Regions from separate parts of the Capra hircus genome. Here region 1 is linked to region 2. The links are chromatin contacts, called in public Hi-C maps. All regions are on one chromosome and are shown on one strand. Each heading gives the region's core, a stretch centred on a gene start, on an enhancer-like site or on the middle of the called end of the contact. The rest is flanking DNA. Distances are from core to core; before and after follow the strand shown. Region 1 holds the start of WNT9A (protein Wnt-9a). Region 2 has its middle 44 kb from the start of JMJD4.

Region 1 (5,907 bases), core at 1,338-3,837, 300 kb after region 2:
GGCTTGGGTTGCAGGCCGAGGGGGGTGGGGGGGCAGGGCAGGGAGGGCTCCCACCGCCCACGTGATCCTCCCCCAGGCCAGCCTCTCCGGGTTTCTGGGCTGTAACTGGAGCTGCCCTGCCTGTGCGCCTCTGTGCCAGGCAGAGCTTTCAGAGTGGGGGAAGGGAGAGGAGGGCTGGATCCCAGCTCCTTCCCCGGTTCCCTCCGTACTCGGGGTGGGGAGGGGAGCCCCAGCACAAGGCACAGGGAGGCCCCCTGGCTCTGGCCCAGCCCTGCCTGGCCCTGCCTGCCTTGGGCCATCTCCTCCTCCCCCTACCCGCTGGCTCCTGTCCCTTTACTAGGCCAGGAGAAAAAGCCCCAGACCCAGGTTCAGCTGCTCACTGCCGGCCGGAGGCTGGGTCTTTATGCCCTGTGCTATCCTGAGTGGACTCCAGCACCAGGTCCCTTCTCTCCTTTGCTTGCTCAGCTGGCACGGAGCCTGCCACCCCTCCAGGACTTTCGTCCACCAAGCTGAGTCTTGTCTCTCTTGCCTGGTGTGGAGGAGACAGAGGGGAAGTGCCCTCCAGCAGAGCAAGCATAGCCTCTTCCTCTGGGGCAGTCTTCCACGGGGCAGGACTTGAGAAGCCCACTTGAGGTGACCTCTGGGATTTAAAAGCAGGGCCAAAAGGGCTAACTGGAGAAGCCGCAGGTGCGCCAAGCCCTCTCAACTTGCCACACAGCCCCTGGGGGTTATTCTCTTCAAGGGAGCCAAGGAGACTTCCCAGGAGGTACAAAGCGCAGAGAAAACAGGGAGAAAGAGAGATGCTGCAGGGGCGGGGGTGAAGGATGGGAGCCAGGACCCTGAAAACCACTCTGTGGATCCGACCTTCCCGGAGAGTAAAAGCGGGCAGCAGGGACTCCGCACAGAGCACAGAGTGGCGCAGACGAGCCCAGGGTGTGTCTGGAGCCTGGTGAGCAGACCCACGGCAGCGCCTGGACAGCGCAAAGGCACAGCTGGCTGACAGGCCATCGTGACTCACCGCGGACCTGCAGCCAGACAGCCAGCCTCTGACCCTCCCTCTGCCCGAGAGGGTGAGGCAAAGGCTGCACAGATGGCATGCAGGGGCGTGCCAGCCTCTGCACAGCCTGAGCCCCAGGCAGGCCGAACTCACAGCCACAGCCCTGGCTTCGGGGTGGGGTCTCCAGGGTGAGAAGACAAGGACCTGACCCTGGGAGACAACCCAGGGGAAGGGAACAGGAGAAGTGGGCGCGGGGAGAAAAACACAAAGGGAAAGTTTCCCATGAAAATATTTTATTTTCTTTGAGAACAGGATACACCTGCAGGGCTTCTCGCCCAGTCTGCCTCTCCCCGCCCTGGCAGTGCCACATTTCTGGACCAACGGGGCCCTCTGCCGGCCAGGCCGCTGCGCGCAGCGCCTGGTCCACGGGAGAGGTAACAGGTGACAACGGGCGCAGGGCGGCAGCCCGGAACGGGCATAAGGCACCCCGGACGGGGTCTGGGCGGGACTCGAGGGTGGCCTCCGCTCCAGGAGTGGCACGGGGGCAGGAGGCGGGGCGGCTGGGGAGGGCCGGAGGGCTGCCTACACGATGCCACACAAACCTCGGGGGCCCATCTGCAGAGTACAGCGAGGGTCCCCAGAGCTCGCCTGGCAGGACATCCCAGATCTGGGAGCGAGGAACCAGGAAGGGCAGGAAAGAACGATGGGGAGAGACGAGCCAAAACCACGAAAACTGCTGCTGCGGAGAAGCGCGCGGGGCAGCGACCCGGGAGGCGGCTGGAGGCAGCATTCACAGCCCGCCCGGGCCCGGCGCACCAGAGAGGTCCCACAGACGCGCTCCCGCGGGTCGCGGCCCGAGCGAACGTCAGAAGCAAAGCGCAAGAAAAATAAAATTCCTCCAGCCTGGAGTTTTTCCCCCTTTGGGGCTCAGTGCAAGGAACATCTGGATTTTGTACGTATTTTTTTGTTGTTGTTAAATTAACTTCTCGGGGAGAGAAAGGAGGGGGAAACTGCAAGGCGGGTGGGTGTGCAGGGGCCAGGGAGGCTCCAGACGTTTGGCTAGAAATCCCAGCCAAAGGCAGCCGATCACCAGAGCTTGGTCCCGCAGCTGCAGGGAGCCTCGCGCACGGCCGCGGGCGCGGCCACAGGGACTACGGCTCCGGGGTCACGAAGGACCGGGGCCTCACGCCAGCCAGCCGGGCACGCCGGCCCCTCTGCGTGAGCCGTGCCACAGGGACACCGACTCCCGAACCCAGCGACGCGGGCGCCGCAAACAAACAGCTCCAGGCAACCCGGCGCCCCTCGCCAGCCCGGGCACCGCGCCCCGCGCACCTGGATCGCCCCCGCCCTCGCGCCCGCGCCGGCCTCGGGCCCGGCCCGCCCGCCCCGCCCGCCGGGCCGCCGAGGCACCTACCCGAAGTAGGCGGCCGAGGGGCGCAGCGCGGCGAGCAGCAGCGTCAGCGCGAAGGCCGCGGCCAGCCAGCGCGCCAGCAGGGGCCCATCCAGCATCTTGCCGCGCCGCGGCGGCTGACCATCGCGCTCCCGGCCCCGCGCTGGGCGCCCCGCGGCCGCCGCCCTCTTATAGCGCCCGGAGCGCCAGGCCGGGGGCGGGGCGCCGGCCAGCTGGCCCGGCCCCGCCCGCGCCCGGGGAGGGGTCACGCCGGCGCCGGGGGCGGGCCGAAACCCGAGCCCGCGCGCAGCCCGGCCCTGCTGCCTCCGGGCCGCTCGGGTCCCAGGGCGCGCCTCGCGCGTGGGAAGCCAGGCACGCGAGGGGCGGGTGGGAACCGGCGCGGCCGGAAGGGGCGGGAGCGCGGCGGGGGCCCGGGGAAGGGAGCGAGCCCGCGAGCGGCTGTGGGCGTGGGTGGAGCCAAGGCGGAGTGTTGGTGGCCTGGGGCAAGACGGCGAGGCTGGCGCTGCGCGGCTCGCCGGGTGCGAGCGGGCGAGTGGGAACGCCGGCGGAATCTGGAAGTGGGCGGTCCGGTGCAGCTGCGGGGGCGGGGTGTGACCTGGGGCGGGGCCGGGGCGGAGCTCTTGGCCAGCACTCGAGCGGGTGGTGCCGCGGGGGACTCGGGTGTCAGCCCGGAGCTGGAGCTAGCTTGTCGGCTCCCAGAGGAGTTTGCGTGAAAGGGGAGACAAGCCAGCAGGTGATGCCCCTGCCTTTGCGAGGCCAGACGGGCGCTGCTCCCTGGGTTGTTGCCTTGGGAATGAGGCGACCTGATCAGGGATGGTGCGGCCAGGTCGATCGACCTTTTGGGACCTTTGTCTCCCTATTCTTAAATCGAAGGAGGAGCTGGCTGAGGTCACTGCCAGCGCTGATCCCCGGGTGACCTCCTTCTCAGAACCTCTGCTGTGAGGACTGGACGTAGGGGGCTTGGCACGGGTAGAGGCAACAGGAGCTGCCAGGGACAGGGAGGAGAGACGATGCAGAGTCACTGCTGAAGTAAGTCAGGGTCCGAGAACCCAAACCCCAGATTAAAACAGATAACACAAATTAACAACAGGATGGGTTCAAGGAGAATCCTTAGAGACCGCTGGGCCAGGGTGTCAACAGCCACAGCGGGGAGAGCTCTGAGGTTCAGGATATGGGAAACGTGTCCCCGAAATGCCAGCCTTCGGGTGACCGTAGAGGCTCCATGGGTCCACTTGGCCAGTACTGTGGGGGCCCTCAAGTCCTGGGCCTGCAGGGGAAAGCACAGTTTTCTAACAGCCATCCGTACTGAGCTGCTGCTTCTGGGCACAGTGACCCAGAGTCTGGGGGTCTGAGCACCTCTAAAGGCTGGGTTAATGGGTTCTGAAGATCTGCTTAGTGACGTCAGTCAGGACAAGGACTGAAAGGCAAAACAGGAGGGCAAAACAGGTAGCCGGAGAGTGGCGCAGGGAGCGCAACACATGCCTGGGCTCCCACCTCTGTTAGAAGGCCACCCACTGAGCATACCCCATCCTCCCTAGGGGCCTCCCAGTGCTGGGCTGGTGAAAAGAGGGCAGAGAGGAGATGGGGCGTGGGCAAATCACTTCCTCTCTGGGCCTCAATTTCCCCATCTGAGAGGCATCCAACTCTAGGGAATCATAATGTCTTTTTCTAAGTTGTAATGTCGCGCTGCAGAAACCTCCACCCATGGTTTTGCTTCTGTGGGTGTGACCAGCCTCACGTCATCCCCCACCCCAGGGACTCCTCATGTAGGAGGGGGCTCTCCAGCACTCTCGTCTGCTCACACCACACTCAGCCACTTCAACAGGGCTGCCACAGCAAAGAGAACACCAAAGCTGCTCCAGCCCACCCAGGCTGGAGGGCTAGGGGACACCCTGTCATGCCGTACTTCCACGTGTCTGAGTTCAACCCCCAAGGCCTCCACCTGAAGTCCTGGCTGCCACACCCCGGAAGCGTGAGGCATGAGCTGAGGGGACGCAGACTGATGACATCTTTAAAGGCACAGAGATTGCGTCCCAAAAAAGTGAAAGGTGAGATTGTAAGCGTGTCTGGAAGGCGCTGCAGGCCTTAATAGAGTCTCTTTCCATGCGGAGTGGAGGGTTCTCCTTTGGCCACCCAGCAAGTCCCAAAGAAAGAGGCGGCCAGCTGAGGCTCCAGCCAGCAACCAGGGGGCGGGGCACAGTGCAACGGGTGCTGGAAAGATGAGTGCCATCTGTGGAAGGGGAATGAGGGTTTTCATCAGGGGCTGCCAGCTCATAGCAGCTTGGGGGCTATTGCAGTGGCCCCAAAGCACCTGTTTTTGAGCGCTAAGCCTCCCCCACGTATCAGCAGGGACACCTTCAGTCCAGGGAATAGGAAGACCAGGCTTTGCTAGGCCGTGCAACATGGGAGAAGGCTGAGGTGGGTGGCAGTGCCTGGTACATAGTAACATTGGGAATACACCTGAGGGTCTAGGTGGGGCCGCCCCTGGAGTGATGGCAGCAGCTGAGGTGGTGCCACCAGCTACCACTGCAGCTGGACCTGGGGGCACTGGCTGCCTCCCCCCGGAGTCTCCCAGACCTTAGACCTCTCCACCAGGTCTGACCACTTTGCCCTGCCCTTGCCTGCATGCATACCTCCGCCATGACCACTGGTGGGCCTTCCTGTACTGCAGACAAAAACCGAGGTGGCCCTACTTACGGACCTCAAGGCACCCGTGCAGTCTAGACCTCTTCAGAGGGGGCCAGGTGCTCCCCACTTCTGTGTCCACGTCTCCTGCCTCCCGGCACATAAGCCCCAACCCATCTTTGCAGATTCTGGTCACCTGCAACACCTCCCCGAGCCATTCCGCGTTGGCCTGGCCTCTCTGCGCCCAGTGTGGAGAAGGAAGGTAAGTTAACGTGGAACAGTCGTCAACAGACAAGCTTATGGTTTGATTGACACTGGATGGTAAACTGAGGCCCAGAGAACCCAGCAATTTAGCCCCAAGGACACAAAGCCACCCGGGGGTGGGAGATGGAACGCCTGACCCCAGTCTTACGCTTTTACCAGCTGAGCCACCTCACAGGTGATCTTGCTGGCCTCAGCACAGCATGAGAAGGCCGTGTCATCCCAGGAGGTCAGAGCTTCTTCTTGCAGCATAGCGTGCTCTGGCCAATGGCAAAGTGGTCCCATATTTCTGTTGGAGAAGCCTGGGCTGGAGGCTTCCTTATTCCCCTGCCACAGCCACCTAGGTCTGCTTGGCATGCTGTCTGGAAAAGGACATCCAGAGTGCCAGGCAGAACAAGCTGTCACTAGTGCAGAGGCTGCAGCCACCCCACGCAGTGTGAGGGAGAGCACAGACTGGTCCAGGCCCCCTGCACAGTCTCCACCCTGTACATGTTCCTAACCAGAGTCATGGTCTCCAAGGGGCAGATGGGCACAGCTCCAAGAGGACCAGATCAGCACCAGGGCGGGCGTGTGCTCTGAAACAAAGCCCACCCCAGGAGGGGAAAAACAAGCT
Region 2 (5,939 bases), core at 748-3,247:
TGCCCATTTGCTTGCAAATAAAAATATTTTCAGACCATTTTTCTTGGTATTTACCCTCTGAATATCAGATCACTCAATTTTATCATTTCCTTTAGAGGTGTGGTTTCCAAGCAGGTCAGAAAGGTTCTGGTGACACTTTCAGAAGAAGGAAAGCTCCCAAGTTAGATGTTTTCACCTCTTTCCTCTGTTTGATTTGAGAACCAACACTTTAGGGTCTTAGCTAGCATCGTCTCCACCTGCTCTGGTGTGTGTCCACCCGGACCCCACATCACTCTTGGTTTTCTTGGCACTTAGTTGAGGTCTTCCAAGCCCACCTTCCAGATGTGTGTTTGGATGTCAGAATTTTTGATAACTGTGCAGCATAGTTTTTGTGTGATTTTTAGCGTTTACAAAGATTGTGAAAAACCTTTGCTTTTCTTGGCAGTGTGGCTTCAGTATCCTCTTGCAGGTCTCTGTGGGGTGTGGAGGGTAGAGCTGAGTCTTGCCCCAGGGTCCAGTGTGGGTGGCAGGACATGTGGATGTGAGGGTGTCAAGTGGTATCTTGATGGTATTTTTATTTTTTTGATTGTGAGATGAAATATCAGACACCTTTTAGTTGCTTTTTGGTCTCGCAGATTTTTCTCTGTGGGTTGCTCGTTCTGTTTGTTTTTGTTTTTCTACTAGGCTTTTTTTTTTCTCTCTGATATAATTATAGGGGTTCATCATTCATTCTAGATAGTCATCCCTCGTTGATTTAGAGACGACAGATATGTCTCCCAGACTGTCAGCCTCCATTACAGAAACCTCTAATCTTGCTATAGTCAGATCCACCACTTTTCCCCATAAGTTTATTTTTGAGCCCTGCTTAAGAAATCCAAAAGTCAAAATATTCTTCTGTTTTCTAATACTAGCATTACAGGTGACATTGCTGCCTTGTTATAGTGATTTTTCTAATAAGTAATAATCTTTTCTTATTAACTTCAGTTGTTAGAGTTTGTTGGTAAGAGGTATGTTTGTTACTATTCCAGTTCCTTTCATTTCCTTTTCCTCTTAAGTGATTGATTTCAGTATGTAATCTGTTTACATAAAAGGGCCTAAAAGGGTAGATTGTATTGGCCAACATCAGATCCTGAGCAGAAGGACCCTTCAGGAAAGGCCATCTGCAAGCTCAGTCTGGTTAGCTCCTCTGATAACCCAAGTCTTTGAGTCCTCATCACTGCTGTTTTCCCCTGGGGAGCCTCAGCAGGGAGAGGAGGAAGGAGGGCCTGGCTGGTGGGACCAGATGCAGAGCACTGTGGGCTACTGGTTTTAACAGTGCCGTTGAGGAATCCATCTATACCAGGTATGATGCCAGGTACCTGTAGTCCTGAAAACCAGCCTTCTTGTCATGGAGCTCTACCGCATTCGATTCATTGTTAGGCATGGTGGTTTCACAGAGAGAACGTGGCACAGAATGTTACAAATGAGATGGCAGGTGGGAGCATGTCTTGTGTGGCACAGAACGTCATACTGTGCAGGTGAGAAGAGGGCATGCTTGCTGGGCCTTGCTGTCACGGAGGGCAGACCCCGAGGAAGAGGGGATGATAAGCTCTGGCTCTTAGTATACAGGTGGCAGATGGGGCTAGAGAGCAGCAGGGAGTGAGCGCCAGGGACTCTGCAGCTGTGATCAGCCAGCAGGAAGCTAAGCGACTGCAGATTTGCAGGGCCGCCCATCTGGAAGGGGAAAGTGGACCTCTTGCTCACAAACTGAGGCTGCGAGCAGAGACTGAATGTCTGTCTTCTCAAGGAAGCTGCAGATATTATACCTTTAAGGTTTTTCAGCTGATTGAACCAGGCCCATCAGATTGTCTAGGATAGACCCCCTCCCCTAAAGTTAACTGATTGAGAGCTTTCCCCACATCTACAAACACCTTCCCAGCAACAGCTTGACTGGGGTTGGATTGACTAACTGGGGACTATGGCCTCACCCATCCGAGTAACGGATTGTATATATATGGAATGAGCTGAGCCACATCCACCGTGACAGATTGGTTTTCATTTCAGTGCTAACTTTAGCTTCTGAGTGGTATCCCTACAATGTGTCTGAGTCTGGACTGAGCGTGAAGTGCCATCCTCCCCTTGTGAAGCTGCCTTGGCCCAGCAAGGCAGGTGTACCTTACAGCTGTGGATTTGGAGGAAGGCAGGGGATGAGGAGTTACGTTTGGAAGAAGCCAGCATGCGGAGTTCAGTGAGCAAGCGATATCTCATTTGCTTGGAACTTCACGGAGGTCCTGTCGAGCCCAGGATGAGAACTTACTTCTCACTGTTCCCCTTCTTGGTGTTGCACCTGTCAGCACCTCTGTTTTTACTGTTCTGTATGGGAAACAGCAGGAACAGCGGAGATAGAAACCATGACTTTGACATCTCAGGAATGTCTCTCTGTCTCCTCAGTGAGCTATTTTAGTACAATGTGTGGCCAGAAGGTGGCGGTCTAGTAACAGTGGACCAGTGTTTGTTAAGAACCAGAGTCCAGAAGAACTTTCCAGAGACCTTTGTTGTAATGCATAGTGTAGACAGATTGAGAGCCTAGGTGGCCCGGCTGGGACTGGGGGAGGAGGAGAGTCTCCCGGGCTTCAAGGGCTGGAAACGAGGCAGGTGGGAAGATTCCACCTTAGGAAAGAGGAGTTGCAAATTGCTGTTTGCTTGCCCAGTATCTTTAAAATAATCTTTTAAAGTTTAGAATAGTTTCAGACTTGAGAAAAGTTGTGAGGATAGCACAGAGTACCCGCGTCTCCTACACCCAGTTCCCCCTGTTCTTGCCCTCTTACGTTAGTACTGTTCATTGTCTGAAGCTGTCTGTATTGATACATCTTTCCTCACTAAATTCCCTGATTTATCCAGATTTCCTTAAGTTCTGTTCCAGAATCCTATCCAGGATCCCACATGATATTTTGGAGTCTCATCTTGGACTCATCTTGACTATTACGGATTCTCAGACTCCCCTAGTTTGATGATCTTGACAGTGGTCAGGTTTGTAGCCTTTTCCCAAGCTGGACCTTGTCTCATGTTGCCTCATGACCCACTGGGGTGATGGGTTTGGGGAGGAAGACCACAGAGCTCTTATCATAAGAGCAAGGTCCGTGCATGGCATTCTTAAGGAGTTTTTTGGTCCTAAGTTTTGTTTTTACTGTTTGCTAACTGTTGCCTTCTGAGAGGGGCCTTCTCTGACCATCTAATTTAAGAAGACTGGTTTCCCATTCACTGACCCTGTAGAAATCTTGCTTAGCACATGCATCTCTGTAAAATGGTAAGTAAGCTTCTGGGACATTGAAGTCTCTGCACAGGGCCATTAATGTAGGACCGTCTTTTGAAGCAGTGGGGTTCTGACCATGGGACACAGCACCGTGCTTACCACCAGCAGGGCTCCACGTGGCTTATGGGCCACGGCCGTCAGGGTCTGACCACCGACAGACCCCCACGTGCCCACTAGGACACGAGCACTGTGCTGACTTCAGACAGGCCCCGTGTGGCTGTTAGAGCATGATGGCTCCTGACTGTCAACAGGCCCTCAGAGAGCTGCTTGACCCACAGCCCCTTGATCCCTTCCGAGGACCCACAGGTCCAAGCCGTGTGCCATATAATTTTGTAAATTTACAAAGTAAGTTTTTTTAAAATTGTAATTAGTTGAGACTACTATCTCTCTCCATTTCAGCTTTCTCTTTGTTATACCTCCTGTTACATTGAGGACATGGGGCATTTTGTGTTTTTTTCTGAAAGGACTTCCCGCTCCAGTTATATAAGCTGCTGGATAGAGTAGGCATTTTCCTGTGTCATCAGTGGGGCATTTGGGGCCCAAGGATAGGGAGAAGGGTTTGCTCTTAACTAGACAGACTTGAAGCAGTTTTTCTGCTCACAGGGCAGGCCCTGATGGTCTTTGCTCTGAACTTGTGTTGAGGCGACCAGTTTGTGTCTAATGCACAGAGGTGACTTTTGCGTCTGGTGCTGCCCCTGCCAGCCCGGTCCCTGCTCAGGGCTCCCCCTGATGCCTCGTTGTCCTTAGAAAGTGGGATCATCTGTAAATTCTCACGTAGCTTGAACAGTTTGTACTTATTTTGTTTAACTATTAATGCTGTTGACTTCTGAAATAAAAACCATCTTATACTGCATCAAATTAATTTTTTTCAGAAGATATTTCAAAGCATTAAAGTAACTGAGTCAGCAACCCAGGTCTCAGCACACAGTTCTGAGGGTGGCTGAGTTTTGTCCTAGGCGGGACCCTGGTGATGCCACAGCTCATTGTGAGAAACATCTCTGATTAGCATATTCCAGGAAGAAAAGTCCTCAGCTGTGATTTTCTGGTTCTCAGTCCCACTTGTTAAACATTTAAAAGTAGTATGCTTCTGCCTGTCATGCAGCTGTAGCTGCTGGGATGGAAACCAGGGTGATAGTGAAGGAGCACAGCGCTGGGCGCAGGCAGGCGCACGAGTGTGAGTCAGACGTGGGCCTTGCTCCCGGAGAACCAGCTGGGGGGAGCCCAGTTCCAGCAGATGCCAAAAGAGACAAAGAGCAGTGCAGCACCAAGCGAGTCGCTGTCACTGTGTAAGCTGAATTGTGCCAGGACAGATGACGGGAGATTGCTGTAATTAATGGAAGGGCTGAGTGGAGAACATGCCTCCAGACTCGGGCCAAGGGACATCTGTCTGCATGGCATGTGCAGGGGGTGCCTGGTGGGCAGGGTCGGTACGCGGGGTCACGCCAGGGTGGCAGGAACAGGAGTGTGCAGGGTCAGGGAGCAGACTAGGGAGAAGGGTGTAGGCTGACCGAGGAGTTCACTTTCACCCGTTAGGCCAGAGAACCCCTGTTACATAGACGCATGAAGTGCACTTGGCCGTCATGTTACCACTGATAACATTTTAAGGTCATGTGCATTAGTTAGCTTTTCCTTTAGGCTGATAATAGTTAGCAGAACACATCCTCTGTTGTCCAGTTTAGCTCTGATGGTGTTCTGTTGCTAATATCTTAGAAAAGTGCTTTTTATTAGGTAACATCTTAGTGACATTTATGTCTTGTAAGACCAACCAACAGTGAGTTGTATGCTGTGGAAAGTTCTCTATTTAATAAGCCCTTAGGAGGATGGAGTAGTGGCACTTGAGAGGTTGTAGAACACGGGTTGTGAAATCAGTTTGGTTGATTGCAAGCAGCTTTTATATAAAGAACAGAAAGGCAACCCGAGTGCCTGGTGTGCACTGAGGTTTTTGTGTTGTGACTCCCAGGGTATATGTGACGGTGTAGCAGTTCTGTGTAGGTTGCACTTCTCACAAGTGTGCACAGTTACAAGGCCAGCAGTCTCTCATAGGGTCTTCCTTCCCAGGGGAGTGCTCGGGTCTTCAGTGTGGAACCCCTGCCCTTGCCTCCCTGCAGGTTTTGCTTTGCGTCAGCTGGTTCCTGCGCTCACTCTGTCTGACCGAGACTCTAGTAAATACACTCTCATCCTCATGTCTTCTCTGCTCAGTTAGGGAGTTTCAGGGAGTGTTAGTTTGTAAGAATCTTTTTAAGAAATAACAATAAGGGGATACTTGTGTACCTGTTGGAGGTGGCTGTTCTTTCCCCCGAGCAGGGACTTGTACAGGTAGCATACCCTAGAGTTACCAGCTGTATTATTCAGGCCCAGCAGGAACTGGACCCCAAGATGAATTTCCTTTCCTAACAATGTACTTATCAGCTGCTCTAGGCCACTCTGCCAGAAGGCAGCGCTGTTTACTCCCCTGACGGTCCTTGGACGGAAGTGGGAGTGTCCCATCTCTGCCCTCCCATTCTGCTGAAGCAGAGCAAGCTGCTCAAAGGAGTTGGTCCTGGAATCCAGATGCTGGTTCTCAGACCAATATGCTTTCATCTTTCCACCATCCTAATAAACTGGAGAAGGAAATGGCAACCCACTCCAGTGTTCTTGCCTGGGAAATCCCATGGACAGAGGAGCCTGG

What was found. Hi-C and Micro-C count contacts between places; a contact is called where the count stands out from the background.
Region 1: a contact with region 2 is called in a Hi-C map of blood, with 10 times the contacts expected there. The contact joins the promoter of WNT9A here to the enhancer-like site in region 2. A contact is called at or near these places in 2 of 5 Hi-C or Micro-C datasets (both in blood).

The regions. Positions count from the first base shown.
Region 1 is chr7:105,675,301-105,681,207 of ARS1.2, forward strand. It overlaps WNT9A (protein Wnt-9a), which reads right to left and starts at 2,588. Exons shown (of 4, transcript XM_018051577.1): 1 at 2,412-2,588. The coding sequence starts at 2,506.
Region 2 is chr7:105,371,339-105,377,277 of ARS1.2, forward strand. No RefSeq gene overlaps it. Among named protein-coding and RNA genes, the nearest start is that of JMJD4, 44 kb to the left of the region's middle. Within about 2 kb of position 1,998, at least 2 of the 5 cell types and tissues checked have an H3K27ac peak or open chromatin away from gene starts, as enhancers often do.